Linked DNA regions of Triticum aestivum: region 1 is linked to region 2. A link is a contact called in public Hi-C data. All regions are on one chromosome and are shown on one strand. Each heading gives the region's core, a stretch centred on a gene start, on an enhancer-like site or on the middle of the called end of the contact. The rest is flanking DNA. Distances are from core to core; before and after follow the strand shown. Region 1 holds the start of LOC123141665. Region 2 has its middle 160 kb from the start of LOC123145144.

Region 1 (2,700 bases), core at 133-2,632, 410 kb after region 2:
CTCCCTAGTCGGCGGTTGGTTCATTTATCGTAACCTTGAAGGTTTCGCTGGCCCCCGTGTGCAAAGAGCAGTGTTACTTAATGATTGGAATCGATCAGCATGTCACCGTAACACTTTTTCTTTAACGGAATACTACCAAACTGCGTCAGTTGCTATATTATTCACGTAATAATCGCACGAAGCCTGATGCCGATAGGGACATGACAGGCTCGATCGGAGCGTTTAGGACAAACTCCTTCAAGGTATACGTACACCTGAAAGATTAATCTCTGATCTCCCTTCTGCCGACACGTTTGGCAATTAACAATAGACGGAATCTTGGGCGCCATCCAGATTGCCTGTGGCGGGGAAGAATTTTTAGCATCGGTCTCTTTCAGCGGCGTTGGCGCGCGATTTGAGAGCGAACGAGTGTGCATCTTTTTTTTTTTTTGAAAGGTTGTTTATTTCTTCTTTTAGTACGTATTGCACAAGACCGACTACTACAAGTGATGCAGGTGAAGTGCACTCCTCGTACTAATCTCTTTTTCTAGGGAATACAGTAGTAAGAGTTACTAGTACTAATATTAACACCTCGAAGGTGGTAATAACTAGTAATAAATCTCAAAAAATGCAAAATGGTGGCCTAATCGTTTTGACTTTGCCGGGCGCCCGAAGGCGAGACAACACGGCTCTGCGCCCCGACGCAGGCGATGCCGTTCGTCAACCACACGTGCAGAAGCGGACAGCACCTCGACGGCGGTACGCTGGGCTGCGGCCGTAGTCAGTCAGTCAGTAGCGCCCTGTGCGACGTGCGTGTAGAATAGACGCGATACCTACGATTCGCGCTACGAACCAGATCTGCGAGATTGCAACCGCTCTGCAGGTGCACTCCACACGGGCACCAAAGTTTCATTCAATAAATAATTAAAGTTAAACTCATTGAGAGAAATAAAGGAACAGCCGTCTCGGTCGCATCGTCATAAACCGACACGCGGGCCCCGCGTAACTGACCCAAGCACGGCTCATTCCCGCCCCGCACGTGCGCGGGCAGCCTTATCTTTCGAGCACCCTCGGGATCCTCTGCGGCCGACGACACAGCAGGTGCTCCTCGCCGTTGCTCAGAATCGGGCTGGAGATTTTTCTAGCCAGATTTGTGCTACAAACAAAACAAATCAGAAGCTGTTTCTTTGCTCAGTTGTATGCTCCCTACACGTCCTGAATGATGCATTCTCATGCGGTGGTTCTAGGCTACAGCAGTTGAGGTGCAACCGCACAAGATCCCGCAGCAACTACTGCCCAGCTGTACCCAATGGCACCCTCGTGAATAACCGCAAGCTACGTGCCTTGTCTCCGTGCCCGAAAAACCACACGCCGTTAAGCCCCGCCGGGAATTGCCTCCTTTATTACACACTCCGGCGCGCCCCTTCCCGCAGCGACGCTGTGAGTTCGTATCCGTAACGCCCCCCTCCTTCCACTCGCTTGCCAAGAAGCGCGAGGCAGAGAGAGAGAGCGAGAGCAACCGCACGGAGATGAAGGCGGAGAAGGCAGCGGTGGCCGCGGCCGCCGGCGGCGACGAGTGGCGGTGCCGGAAGCACCCCGCGGCGAGATCCGGCGGCGGGGTGTGCCCGTACTGCCTCCGCGACCGGCTGCTGCGGCTCTGCCCCAACTGCGCTCGCGTGCGGCCCTGCCCCTGCACCTGCGCCTCCCCGTCCTCCTCCTCCTCGGCGTCCGGCGACGCCGTCGGCCGGGTGCACAGCCTCATCGAGCGGGAGCACCGGGTGGCGCGCTCGCGCTCCGTCGCCGCGTCATCCTCCGCCGCGATGGCCTCCGTTGCCGCCTCCGGGAGGCGAAAGGCGAGGGTCTGGGGGTGGGCGCCGTTCTGGAAGTCCTCTGCCAAGGACGGGGGCGCGGCGGAGGAGGACGAGGAGGAGGAGAGGCTGGGGCTGGCGAGGTCCAGCTCGGTCTCCGCGACGGCCGTGGAGGCGAAGGCGGTGGCGGCCAAGGCGGCGGCGACCAAGGCGCGGTGGGGGTGGCACTTCCCGAGCCCCATGAAGGCGTTCCGGCACCGGAGGTCGTCGGCGAGCATGCCGGAGCGGGGGTGAGATTCCTCGCCACCAGTGGGGAGATCTGTCTGTTGCTTTTAGGAGGTGGCTATAGTATAATCAATTAACTATATGGGGGTTCTTCTTTTCCACTTTTGTGGCTCGCGTGCTAATGTGCTATGATGTTTAAGCTAGATTAAAACTGAAAGCCTGTGATTTGGGCGCAACGCGCTCAATTACCCTCTGGGCGGCGTCATTTCCTCCCTGCTTCTGTTGTCCCTTGGTGTCGTGTCTGTACACTTACTACTCCACCGTGTAGTACCATCAAATTGGACATTTTAAGCTCCCCGATTTGATCTGCGCTACTTTCTTTCCAGCACCATCTGTGAATCTGCAATCTCGTTGCCTTGCATCCTTGATTGTTTTTTTTTTTGGTATTCAGGATAAAAATTAGAAATCCTAGGCATGTGAGACAGTTAAATCGACATCGATCAGCAGTTAAGCACGACGGCACCACTATCATTAGCGTGTCTAGGAAAGGTGAAAAGCACCAGTGCGGCGGTGTGTTCATTGCTCAATTTATCTAGAGCTTTTGATGTCATGTATGGAGTGGGGGTACTAGGTCTAGGTGAGTAGTACGTGACGGGATAGCAGCTTGTGTGTCGTGCACACTGGTCTC
Region 2 (2,700 bases), core at 70-2,569:
AAACTTGGAATAAAATAAAATAGAAACAAAAACCAAAAAAGGAAACAAAAATAGAGGAATCTAAAAAATGGAAAACGGAAAACCCCCAGAAACCGGAAGCACAACTGCGCTTTTCACTTTTTTGAAAGCACATGTGTGTTTTCCACTTTCCGTGAAAGTACACCCATGCTTTTCACTTTTCAAGAAACATAGTTGTCCTTTTCACTTTTTGAAAAGGACACATATGTGCTCCAAGCCGAAGCACAACTTTGTTTATTCGTCATCCACAACTGTGCTTTTCACTTTTTACAATCGTGCTACCCCAAAACTAGAGTTGTGCCTTTTTACGCGAGGAAATGAAAAAAGAAGTGAAAACGATTCATTTTCACGATAACAAGAGAATAAAATCCCGAAAATCCCAACACACGTGTAGAAAAAACATGTCCCACCGGGTGCGTCCAAGAGCATGGGGAGCACTCCTCAGTGACCATTGCAGGTCCCTGCGAAGGGGTACTTTAGTTAGTCACTCCGGACGGTCGATAGCCACCTAATGTGTCCCCACCCCTTCCTAGCAACTTTCTTTTTTTGGGGGTGTTTTATTTTGTTTTTTCTTTCCCCTTTTCTTTTCTTTTTTATTTTTATCAATCCACATTTCGGGAATATTTTTTCAATTCATTTATCTGTTTACAACTTCATGAACATTTCTGAATTCATGAACTTTTTTATTATTCACGAATAATTTTTCATTTTTTGAATAGCTTTGGAATTAGCAAAGTAGTTTTTGATTTTCAAAGAGTTTATTTAAATCAATAACATGTTCCAAATTCACACACATTTTTTTGACCAGCTAATTTTTTTGTATTCATGAACATTTTTTGAATTCGCAAATGTTTTTTTGAATTTGTGTATATTTTCTCAGTTCCTATTTTGTCTCATTTTTTGTTTTTCGTATTCATGAACCTTTTTTAAATTTCGCAAACATTTTTTCGGTTTTGTGTTTTTTTTATTCGTGAACATCTTGTGAAATCAGAAACTTGTTTTAATTCACGAATAATTAATAAACTTACGAAGATCTTTAATTATTAGAAACTATTATAATTGAAAACCAACCAATTTTTTTAAAAATGACCTGAAAATCTGTCTGTTTTTTGTTTAGAATCGAAAAATCACTCTGATAAAAACTGAGAATCTTATAGGCTAGCATTGCATCGTAATTGGGCCGGCCCAGTGATGCCGACGTGGGGGAGGGTCCGCGTTTTCTCGCCTTACGCGTTGATTAGGAGGTACCATTATTTTGGGGGAGCTCCTATATGATGCAGCACGTGCCAGGGAGCAGCCGTGCGCGCACCCCCACGCTGCTCCAACGCCCATTTTGGCCCGGCCCATCAGCGGCAGTGGGAAGCCCCCTATTTTCTTGTTTCGTTTTTTTTCTTTTTTTTCTTTTTAAGATAATTGGCATTTCAAAAACTTTCCAAATTTTAAATAAAATGAATTATAAAAAAGTTCGTGGAGCCAAAAAAGTCCCTGAATTCGAATAATATTCACTAATTTGAAATAATGTTTGTGAATTTGGATATTGATGAACATATTTTTATCAGATGAAATTTGTCTGAATTTTATGAACATTTTTTTGAACTTGATGAAAAGATTCTCAATTAAAAAGATTTTCTGAAAAAATCAGATTTGTTTTTGAAAATGGATGCACATTTTTTGAATTTGATGAACATTTTGGAAATTACGGTAGACAAATTTTGAATATAATAAACATTTTCTGAATTAGATGAACAATTTTCATTTTTTGAACTTGATGAAAAATTCTCAATTCAAGAAAAAAAAATTTGAAAGTGGATAAACATTTTGAAACTGAATGAACATCTTTTGAGTATGATGAATATTTTTTTAAATTATGGTGAGTGAATTTTGAATACAATGAACAAGTTTAGAATTTCATGACCATTGTTTGAATTAGATGAACATTTTTTGAATTCAGTGAACAAAAATAAAGTTCACGGTTTGAAAACAATGTTCACAAAAACGAGAAAAGAAAGAAAAACAAAGAACAAAAAGCGGAAATGAAGAAGAAATTAAAAATAAAAAATAAAAAATAAAATGAAAAGAAAAAAACATAAAAACAAAATTGAAAAAGGAGAAAAAACCAGGAAAAGAAAGAAAACCCGGCTTGGAAAGGTTATAGAACCTCCCCAAAACCACCGACATGAACTACGTTGGCCAACCCTCTTATACGCAATGGGGCGTGTGGGGGTACACGCCAGGTCACTTCGCACGGTGAGTACTAGGCATGGCTCACCTGCAGGGAACCAGTATAGGGCCGGTCCAGTAATCACGTGGACATCACCCATGTTTTTTCGTTTTCTTCCATTTTTTCTTCACATTTTTGTTTTTTCTTTTGTTCTATTTCAAAATATTCTTAATGTATATGATACAAAAGCACTTTACATAAATCTTCTAAAAAATGTACATCATGTATTTGAAAAGTGTTAAACATGTGTACAGAAGATGTTTATGACATCTTAAAAAGTCACCCGTTTCAGAAAAATGCACGTGACAATTTTATGAAAATTATGCAATGTAAAAATTCTTGTATTTCAAAAAAATAATACACTCAAAAAGATTAGATATAGAAAATGTTAGCTAGTTTGAAAAATGTATTCGTAACATATCATTGTTTTTTTGCACGATGTACAAAAATCTTTGCATATT

What was found. Hi-C and Micro-C count contacts between places; a contact is called where the count stands out from the background.
Region 1: a Hi-C map of leaf shows a contact between it and region 2, with 5 times the contacts expected there. The contact joins the promoter of LOC123141665 here to the enhancer-like site in region 2. A contact is called at or near these places in 2 of 5 Hi-C or Micro-C datasets (both in leaf).

The regions. Positions count from the first base shown.
Region 1 is chr6D:369,201,837-369,204,536 of IWGSC CS RefSeq v2.1, forward strand. LOC123141665 reads left to right here and starts at 1,383. Exons shown (of 1, transcript XM_044560754.1): 1 at 1,383-2,397. The coding sequence starts at 1,509. The coding sequence ends at 2,081.
Region 2 is chr6D:368,795,277-368,797,976 of IWGSC CS RefSeq v2.1, forward strand. No RefSeq gene overlaps it. Among protein-coding and RNA genes, the nearest start is that of LOC123145144, 160 kb to the left of the region's middle. Within about 2 kb of position 1,320, at least 3 of the 8 cell types and tissues checked have an H3K27ac peak or open chromatin away from gene starts, as enhancers often do. A contact at or near this core is called in leaf, where this site is marked.